Linked DNA regions of Mus musculus: all the other regions are linked to region 1. A link is a contact called in public Hi-C and promoter capture Hi-C data. All regions are on one chromosome and are shown on one strand. Each heading gives the region's core, a stretch centred on a gene start, on an enhancer-like site or on the middle of the called end of the contact. The rest is flanking DNA. Distances are from core to core; before and after follow the strand shown.

The links. A called contact is a pair of places that touch in the nucleus more often than the background predicts. Capture Hi-C pulls out chosen DNA fragments and counts their contacts.
Region 2: a contact with region 1 is called in a Hi-C map of cerebellum, with 2.1 times the contacts expected there. The contact joins the enhancer-like site here to the promoter of Slc2a9 in region 1. A contact is called at or near these places in 14 of 484 Hi-C or Micro-C datasets (the C2C12 cell line, the N1E-115 cell line, adipose-derived mesenchymal stem cells and 8 more) and 1 of 9 other capture datasets (pancreatic islet).
Region 3: a promoter capture Hi-C map of liver shows a contact between it and region 1. The contact joins the promoter of Tmem128 here to the promoter of Slc2a9 in region 1. A contact is called at or near these places in 4 of 39 promoter capture datasets (cranial neural crest, liver, neutrophils and 1 more), 3 of 484 Hi-C or Micro-C datasets (Sertoli cells, bone marrow-derived macrophages and double positive thymocytes), 11 of 115 datasets of contacts at active chromatin or transcription factors (the 230-238 cell line, bone marrow-derived macrophages, effector CD8 T cells and 5 more) and 4 of 9 other capture datasets (adipose tissue, liver, macrophages and 1 more).

What each region holds. Positions count from the first base shown.
Region 1 is chr5:38,478,891-38,481,590 of GRCm38.p6, reverse strand. Slc2a9 (solute carrier family 2 (facilitated glucose transporter), member 9) reads left to right here and starts at 1,285. Exons shown (of 12, transcript NM_001102414.1): 1 at 1,285-1,552. The coding sequence starts at 1,460.
Region 2 is chr5:38,634,653-38,637,352 of GRCm38.p6, reverse strand. No RefSeq gene overlaps it. Among named protein-coding and RNA genes, the nearest start is that of Zfp518b, 49 kb to the left of the region's middle. Within about 2 kb of position 1,287, at least 15 of the 459 cell types and tissues checked have an H3K27ac peak or open chromatin away from gene starts, as enhancers often do. A contact at or near this core is called in cerebellum, where this site is marked.
Region 3 is chr5:38,258,816-38,261,515 of GRCm38.p6, reverse strand. Tmem128 (transmembrane protein 128) reads right to left here and starts at 1,331. Exons shown (of 5, transcript NM_025480.4): 1 at 1,024-1,331. The coding sequence starts at 1,114.

The DNA.
Region 1 (2,700 bases), core at 36-2,535:
AGACAGCCACAGGGTGACACAGGGCCTTGGCACCCTCCCTGACAGAGTGCCCAGCTGTTCTTGCACGTGTGTGTTAACCACCTGTATCCTGGTGCTCTTGAACTTGTCCAGGGTGAACCCGGGAAGTTTTAAGTCGGATAGGGGTCACCTGATGCATCTCAGCAAGCTTTTACTAGCTGATGAGAACTGTTGCAGTGGAAAAGAAAACAGCACAGAGGGAAGCTGGGGAGCAGGTGAGGGAGAAAGGAGACCATGACTGTGAAGTCCTTGGTGTGAAGGAATGCGGCTATCCCCAACTTCTCTTCTGCAGATCCCTCCTGCACCTTAGGCCCCAGCCATGTAGGCTTTTTTTTTCCCTGTCACCAGCATCAGCTATCTGGCTATCTGTGCCTGCAGAAGGTGTCCCAGGGTGAGGAATGTCAGGCTGAGCAGTTACCTGGGCTCTGTGAATCCCTGGCATTGAACCGAGGCTGGTCTTTCTCGCCCAGGGTGGTCCCTGCTTACCCTGGACAGCATTGTCTCCTTCCATTACCATGGACAGCATTGTCTCATCTGGGCTGGATGCCTTCACGTGCATGTGACAATCATGTCCCCAGAAGTTTCCTTTCTCACCTTCTTTATCTCCACATGTCCTTTCCAGACACAGCTTCTCAGAGTCTTGTGTGGGGACTTGAACACTGCCCCTCACTCCCTACACATTCCTCATTGACCAAGCCTGCTTCTGTCCCCTCCCACCCTATCAGAACACATAATTTACGTAGCCTGCCTTGACCATGGCTCACTGAAAATACTTCTCTGACTGACATTGAAGCAAACTGACCACAGAGTAAATTAATTCTCAGGCTGTCCTGGGGCATACAAGGTCGTTGTCTCGTTACGCGTTACGCTTTTATTGAGCCAGTTAGGACCTGCAGAGAGGGCCACCGACATCGCTGCACGCTGCTCTGCCCATTTGCTCTTTGAGCAGCAGAACTGACTCTGCAGGACAATTAGAGAAAGATCAATATTTCATTTTGCCCCGACAGAATGGAAGCTCAGAGCACGGCCAAGACTTGCCCGTGGACACAGATAAGAGGAGGAGTCAGTGCTGGAACCCATCCAGCTTCTAAGGAGAAAGCCAACAACCTTTGGCCTTGATTCTTAGGAGGTTTCTCTGGGTTTGTGCCAGCTGCCCCATCCAGAGCTCTGGCCTTGTTAGAGAGAATCATAAATGGAGGGGGGGGGGGAGGGGAGCCAAACAAAACAAAACGAAACCAAAAAAAAACCATGACTTGGGCGTGACTCCGGGGAGCGAAGCTGTCTCAGTTGCTTGGGAGCAGGGGAGCAATGTCGCTCGCTTCCTGTTCAGGCATGATCACAGAGCCACGCTTCCTGCTCTGCCCTCCTTCCTGTGGACTCTGCCTCCTCGCTGCAGAGATGCCCTGGCAAGTCCAGGGTCCTGGAGCCAGGAAGAAAAAAGATGGATTCCAGGGAGCTTGCTTTAGCTTCCCTGATGTGTGACACCGGTGGCCCTGGGGAGCTCTCTGTGGGTCACCAGCAGAGGAGGACAAAGGTAAACACAGACCGGCTTCTGTCCTGTGGGGGGTGCAGGCCTGGGTAGCTGCTACTACCAGACAGAGCTCAGCCCCTGTCTGGCAGCTGTGGAGCATACCACCTGGAGCGGGAACGCTGGAGTTTGGAGTTTGAACTCTCTCTCTCTCTCTCTCTCTCTCTCTCTCTCTCTCTCTCTCTCTCTCTCTCTCTCTCTCTCCTTAGCCTTCACTCTCTACCACCTCTGCCATCCCATCAGGGCACTGAGAATGAGGCTCTGGTGGACAGCTCTCTCATGCTTGCTCAGAGCTGACTGCCTTTTCTTTCCTAGGGCAGGCAAACAGTAATACTCTTGATCATAGACTCCTCCTCTTATCTGTGTCCAGTGGGAAGAAGTGTGTGTGTGTGTGTGTGTGTGTGTGTGTGTGTGTGTGTGAGAGAGAGAGAGAGAGAGAGAGAGAGAGAGAGAGAGACAGAGAGACAGAGAGAGAGAGAGACAGAGAGAGAGAGACAGACAGACAGAGACAGACAGAGAGACAGAGACAGAGAGACAGAGAAGCAAGGAAACCCCTCCCCCCCCCCCCCGCCCCAGAAGAGGGGCTGAGGCAGGAGACAGCTTCTATATGCCATTCTCCCTTGCCGAGCAGGACCCTTCCAGATCTGATGGGAGTAGTCCACCCTTAATTAAGATGAGAGTTGAGAGCCATGGGGAGGTGGCAGGGTCTAGAAAAGAGGCTTAAGATAGCTGGCACTAGGCAGTTCCACCATGCCCCCAGCACGCAGGAACTGCACACTGCCTCGGCAGCAGGCTTGGCACCAGACACAGGAGACAAGCAACCTAGTCCCAGCCCTCAGGATAAGCCCCACCCCCTGGAACCTGACAGGGCACACATGCAGTGCCCGGCCCTCTTCTTCTCCTGCAAACCCCTTATGGTGTGGATTCTATTACCACCCTCATCTTAAAGATGAGGAAGCTGATCAAGGAGTGGCCATGTTACTGGTCAAAGCTTACACACTGTAGAAGCTGCAGTGTTAGGATCCAAAGTTGAATCAGAGATAAACATGAGAGATGGCAGGGAGTGGGGGGGTGGGGGGGGAGGAGCTGGGGGAGGCACATGGGTGGTGGCTTTCAGGAAGCTGTTCAGAGGAAGGGGCTTTGGCAATGGGTCT
Region 2 (2,700 bases), core at 38-2,537, 160 kb before region 1:
CATAAAATAAATAAATAAATCTCTAAAAATAATTATTAAAAAAAAAGTTAAAAATCCTTGATATTGTCTGAGGTTCAACCTAGTTTGAAATACCATCTCAGGGCTGAAGAGATGGCTCAGTAGTTAAGAGCCCTTGCTAGTCTTACCGAGGACCCAGTTCAGTTCCCAGTATGCATATCAGTTGGCTCATGCCCACCTATCATAGGCAGTTTGATGCCTTCCTGGCTTGCATGAACACTGCATGTCCGTGGTGCACATAAACATTTTCTTCCTCTTCTTCTTCTTCTTCTTCTTCTTCTTCTTCTTCTTCTTCTTCTTCTTCTTCTTCTTCTTCTTCTTCTTCTTCTTCTTCTTTTTGGTTTTTCGAGACAGGGTTTCTCTGTGTAGCCCTGGCTGTCCTGGAACTCACTCTGTAGACCAGGCTGGCCTCGAACTCAGAAATCCGCCTGTCTCTGCCTCCCAAGTGCTGGGATTAAAGGCTTGCGCCACCATGTCCAGCAAACATTTTCTTAAAGCACATCTTAACTACCATCTCTAAAAATATCTAATTGCATTGTTCAAACTGAAGTCATCGTTGTTTTAGCTTCTTACTTGATTGTCATTTCCTTAAGCTGTCCTCTGGCCCATCCCCTTGGTTATAATTAAAACTGTGAACTGCTTAAACAGAAGCTGAGCCTGGGACAGATGGTGGGGCTGGCTTCATATGGCCATCTTTTCACATCAAAATCCTGGCTTGCATATTCGGCTGATGAACAATATAAACAGGAATCCCCCGCCCCCCCCCCCCCATGACCTAGTTGACCATGTGGGAAATATTTGCCTTTTTGGAAGAGAGCCTGAACCGAGGCTCAGGGCTATTCTTTCCATCTTTGTGGCATCCTCCCTCTGTCAAGAGGATGCCTGCACATGGCCAGGTCAGCTAGGGTGAGCTACAGAGCCCCATATCGCTCCTCCTTCGGAGTGCCCATGGGCCTGATTAGCCTGAACCAGCTGTTAAGACACCTGTGCTGCTGTGACCATCAGCTGCTGCTGCTCTCAAATCTGAGGTCCAGATCATGCTCCTTGGCTGTTTTCTTCCTAGCTTCTAGAATCTGTGTCCCTGAGTCCTTGACCAGTTACTGACAAGGTGGTACTGGGCCTACCTCTCGGCCCTTTTAAACAACTCCCAATTTTGGAACAAAAAATGGAGTTAAACTACCCACTCTGTTACTCAAGACAGCTAGGACTGAGTGGGAGTCCTTCTTAGCTGAACTCTGAGTCTTGACATTTCACACTCATCTAAGAGTCCTGCTACCCTCTACAAACAAACACAGACTGTGCTGCTGAGGTGCCCTGCAAGATGGAGCAGGAGGGAGCACCATCCTGGGGCAGGGAAGCCCAGGGAAGGATTGCTGCTGAAGTGGCTGCTCTCTATCACTCAAGACCTGCACTCCTGCCCAGGCCAGAGGTCAGAGGTCAGGCCACAGCAAAGTTGGACAGGCTCCATGTGTCCATTTTGAGGAATACAAAGGTCTTGTGTGGTGAGATGAGCAACAGGAACCCCTCTCAGAAAAACTGCTTAAAGCCTGAGAGGGGAACCCGATATAACAATTTTAGGAACAGTCTTACCCTTGACCAGACATTCTTGTGTGGATTTGTCTGCTAGGCATTACATACCTAGCCCCAAGGAAGCGTCAGTACTATCTGAATGATCCTGGGAGCAAGATTTTGCCAGCCCAGGCCTAGGCATCCTCACCTGTAAATGGAACAGCTGGCATTCAGACTCATTCCCAAAGCTACTCTTTTCCTATCCTAAAACCTAGCAGCTTGCCTAAGACAAAGCTCTTCCCCATTTCCCTCCCGGGGATTTGAATTGCAGCTAGGCAACTGCCTTATCACTGAGGAGCTTGAGCAGTGGTAGACCAGCCTTTACCTGGGGCAGGGGTGGGGATGCAGGCGGAGCACCCTGCAGGAACCAAGACTTTAACAGTCCTATAGATTCTTCCTGAAAGAATGCTTTCAAAGATCTCTGGCTGGAAAGAGCGGTGGGTTCAGCTCTCTGCATCCCTTATGCAAAGGTCAGTGAACCACAGAGAAAGTGACTTGCTGGAAGGAAAGGAAAACGTTGGCATTTCTATTCATTTGTATTCACGAGCCCTGCCTCTCCCAGGACATCACCTTCCAGGGCCTCTACAGCTCTAAACTGTGTGCACCAGGGACAGGTGGGGGAACCCTGAAAAGTATCATGCCAAAGAATCAGAATCAGAGAACACGAGCACACTGAAGTAAGAACACAGGGGAGTCATCTGGGAGGGGTTAACGTGTTGAATATCCATGGGTGGTTTGAAAACATAGGTTCAGACTCATGCAACAGGTTCCTTATTATAGAAGCTACTTCCCTTCCTTTGCTTGTGAAACACTCTGTGGTTATACCTGCCCCGCTAGATGCAGGGACTCAACGGTTGGCACAAATGACCATTCACTTCCTCAGCTCACTCTAATGCCCTTACAATGTCAAAAATGCTGGGTTCTGTTTTCCCATTATTACAACTGGAAACTTGGCCTTTGAGCAAAACTTTGGAAAAAAAAAACCATTAACAGCCCTCACTAGGACCAGCTGTATACGTCCAGAAAATTGCTAAACAAAGAAGAGAAATTCCTTTGAGCATAGATTCTGGGTTTTATAACGTTTCCTCTGGTGGGAAGAATTGGAGTCAGAGA
Region 3 (2,700 bases), core at 82-2,581, 220 kb after region 1:
CATGGTTGCTGCACAAACATGAGAACCTGAGTTCATCCCCAGCATCCACAGAGACAGGTGGATCCAGGGGCCAAGGGACATCTAGTCTCAAAAAAAATGTGGAGACCAAAAGAGCAAGATGCGCAATCTCTGGCCTCCAAAAGCACGTGTACCAATTAATGAGTGCGCATACACTAATAAAAGGAAAACGCCAAATACAATAAAATTTATACCAAAATATTTTAAACAGACATCAGCTTTTGGGGTAGCTCCAACATGGAGTAACACACCAGAGCTGTAGCCCCGGAAGACAGCATAGACTGCACAGTTGACAGGCGAGTCACTGCTCTCCCTGCAAACAAAATGAAGGGATTCCGACATGCCATCTCTGTATGAGGACTACTGGTTTCCAAGTGAGGTCTCTAGACTATCAGTCTGTAGAGAGGTTACTACTAACACAAATTCTTGAAGATATTCTCAAAATGCACACAAACTGCCAGTGTTTATTTTGAAAAGCTAACAAATAAAGTTCTTACAATATCCAGGTCAAACAGCTCTAAAATAAAGTGTATCTCATCCTTACCGTTCTCTAGCCTATAGGAAGCTAGCATGATTCGTTCCTATGAAATTGCTTTTTATTCTGTGCATCTACAGGCAAAAACACATAATGGAGTGTAGTTCGTACCCAAATGGTGACATGTCATAAATATTGTTCTGAGATACCTTCTGAAAACGGCCCACAGGGATACAGAAAAGTCTATCTGATGTCCAGGCAGAGATACATCTAATCCAAACTGATTTTTGCTAGCTTTCTGCTGACAGGCAGCTAAGTACATACATCCGTACCGTATTACATTGGGGCAAAGCTGAAGTGGTCGGTTTTGGTTTTAGTTTTAAAGGGGGTTTCCAAGCCGGCATTAAGTCGACTCTCCACGGAATGCGGAAATACGGCTCAGGGGAGGATGGGATGGTTGAAAGACCTGTCAGGACCCTGGACACCGACTCGCGGCCCCACTCTGGGCCCCAGAGTCTGGGGAGCCTCACCCGGCTTGGCCTCGTCCTCGCAGTCCAGCTCTACTTCGGAAGGAAACAGGTAACGCCGCCGTAGCTGCTCCCGAGCCCACGGAGCGTCCATCTTGGCGCCCGCCAGTGCGACGGAAGTGACCGCACGCAGCACTTCCGGCGCCAGGTCCAAGGGCGGAATCTCCGGACGCTCGGAATAAAACTGTATTACCTTGGCGGTTTTAGTGGGCGAAGAAACCGCACTAAATCACCAAGAAGCACTTGAACTTTAAAATACGGATCTCTGGTCTCAGGAGCAGTGGGTCCCTGTATTATTACTATCTATGGAAGCTCTAAAGGACCAAGGTTAGCGTTGCCTCTGGCTGCGCGGTCCTGAGAACATCCAGTTTCCAGCGCCTAAACGTAGAAAATAACCTTCTATCCAAGGCTAAACTTCCAAGCCCCAGTCTCCCGGTTACTCCAGCTCTGTAGGGGTTCCACCGCTAGTCTGGGATGAGTTGTAGGCAGTCCCAGGGACAGCAAAGAACCGCCAGATTAGGGGGAAACGACCTCTGAGATTAAAAGAAATTGCACTCCCCCAACATCCCTGTCAGTTTACCAGAAAGCAGGAAAGTGACAGGGTTCATATTCAGCATTCTGAGCCCCAATAATGAGCTGTTCTTCCTCATTTTTATTTATTTATTTATTTATTTATTTTTGGTTTTTCGAGACAGGGTTTCTCTGTATAGTCCTGGCTGTCCTGGAACTCACTTTGTAGACCAGGCTGGCCTCGAACTCAGAAATCCACCTGCCTCTGCCTCCCGAGTGCTGGGATTAAAGGCGTGAGCCACCATACCCGGCTTGTTTTTCCTCACTTTTAAGGTTGTTCAGAAGTATAACTCTGAGGCAGATGATACTGCCTCAAGGTCCTCAATTTTTCACTTTCATAGCTTGGATGAGTGAAAGAGCATGCAATCTGACTAACTCTGCAGGAAACTCCCTCCCAGATGTGATGACACCTTTTGCCTCCAGAGTCTGCATTCCTCTTATAAACTGCAGCTTTCCCCAGTTTCTGGGAATTCATTTTGGAAGCAATTCCCCCTTGTTCCAATTTGCTGTAAATAAGGTTTTTGTTTGTTTGTTGTTGTTGTTGTTGTTGTTTGTTTTGATTTGTTTTATTTTTCTGTGATCACTACTTTGGTATTCTGTTCATTTTGTCTCTGGTAATACTTACAGGTTGCATGGCTTTGGGCAAGGAAGGAACCCAAGACTATTTGCTTTTCTGCCTAATAGACATTATATCCATCTCTATATCTGGTTTGTTGGGCTTGAGGGAAAACCAATGGTTTAGGGATCCTGTGAGCCCTCTTCTCTCGGCTTGTGAAAAATAGCCCTCTCTGGACTGTGGGAACCAGCCTTCTTTTCCAGCCAATTGTTCCCACCACCCAGTGCCCATAATCTGCATTTCACTGGATCACAACTTATTCTTCTATCAAGAGTCCTATTGTTTATTCTCCTACTCTTTCCCTAGTGAGTCATGAGCTGAGAAAGTTTGTGCTTAACCAGTCAAGCGTGTATTGCACCTGCTATTCACTATGAACTGCCATGCCTGAGGCCGGACAATGGAGACAAGATGAGTAAGAACTGACCCTGCTCTTGAAGTGCTCCTGGTTCAAACCTGACCTCAGATATAGAAGAGAAGACAGTGCTGCTTGAAAT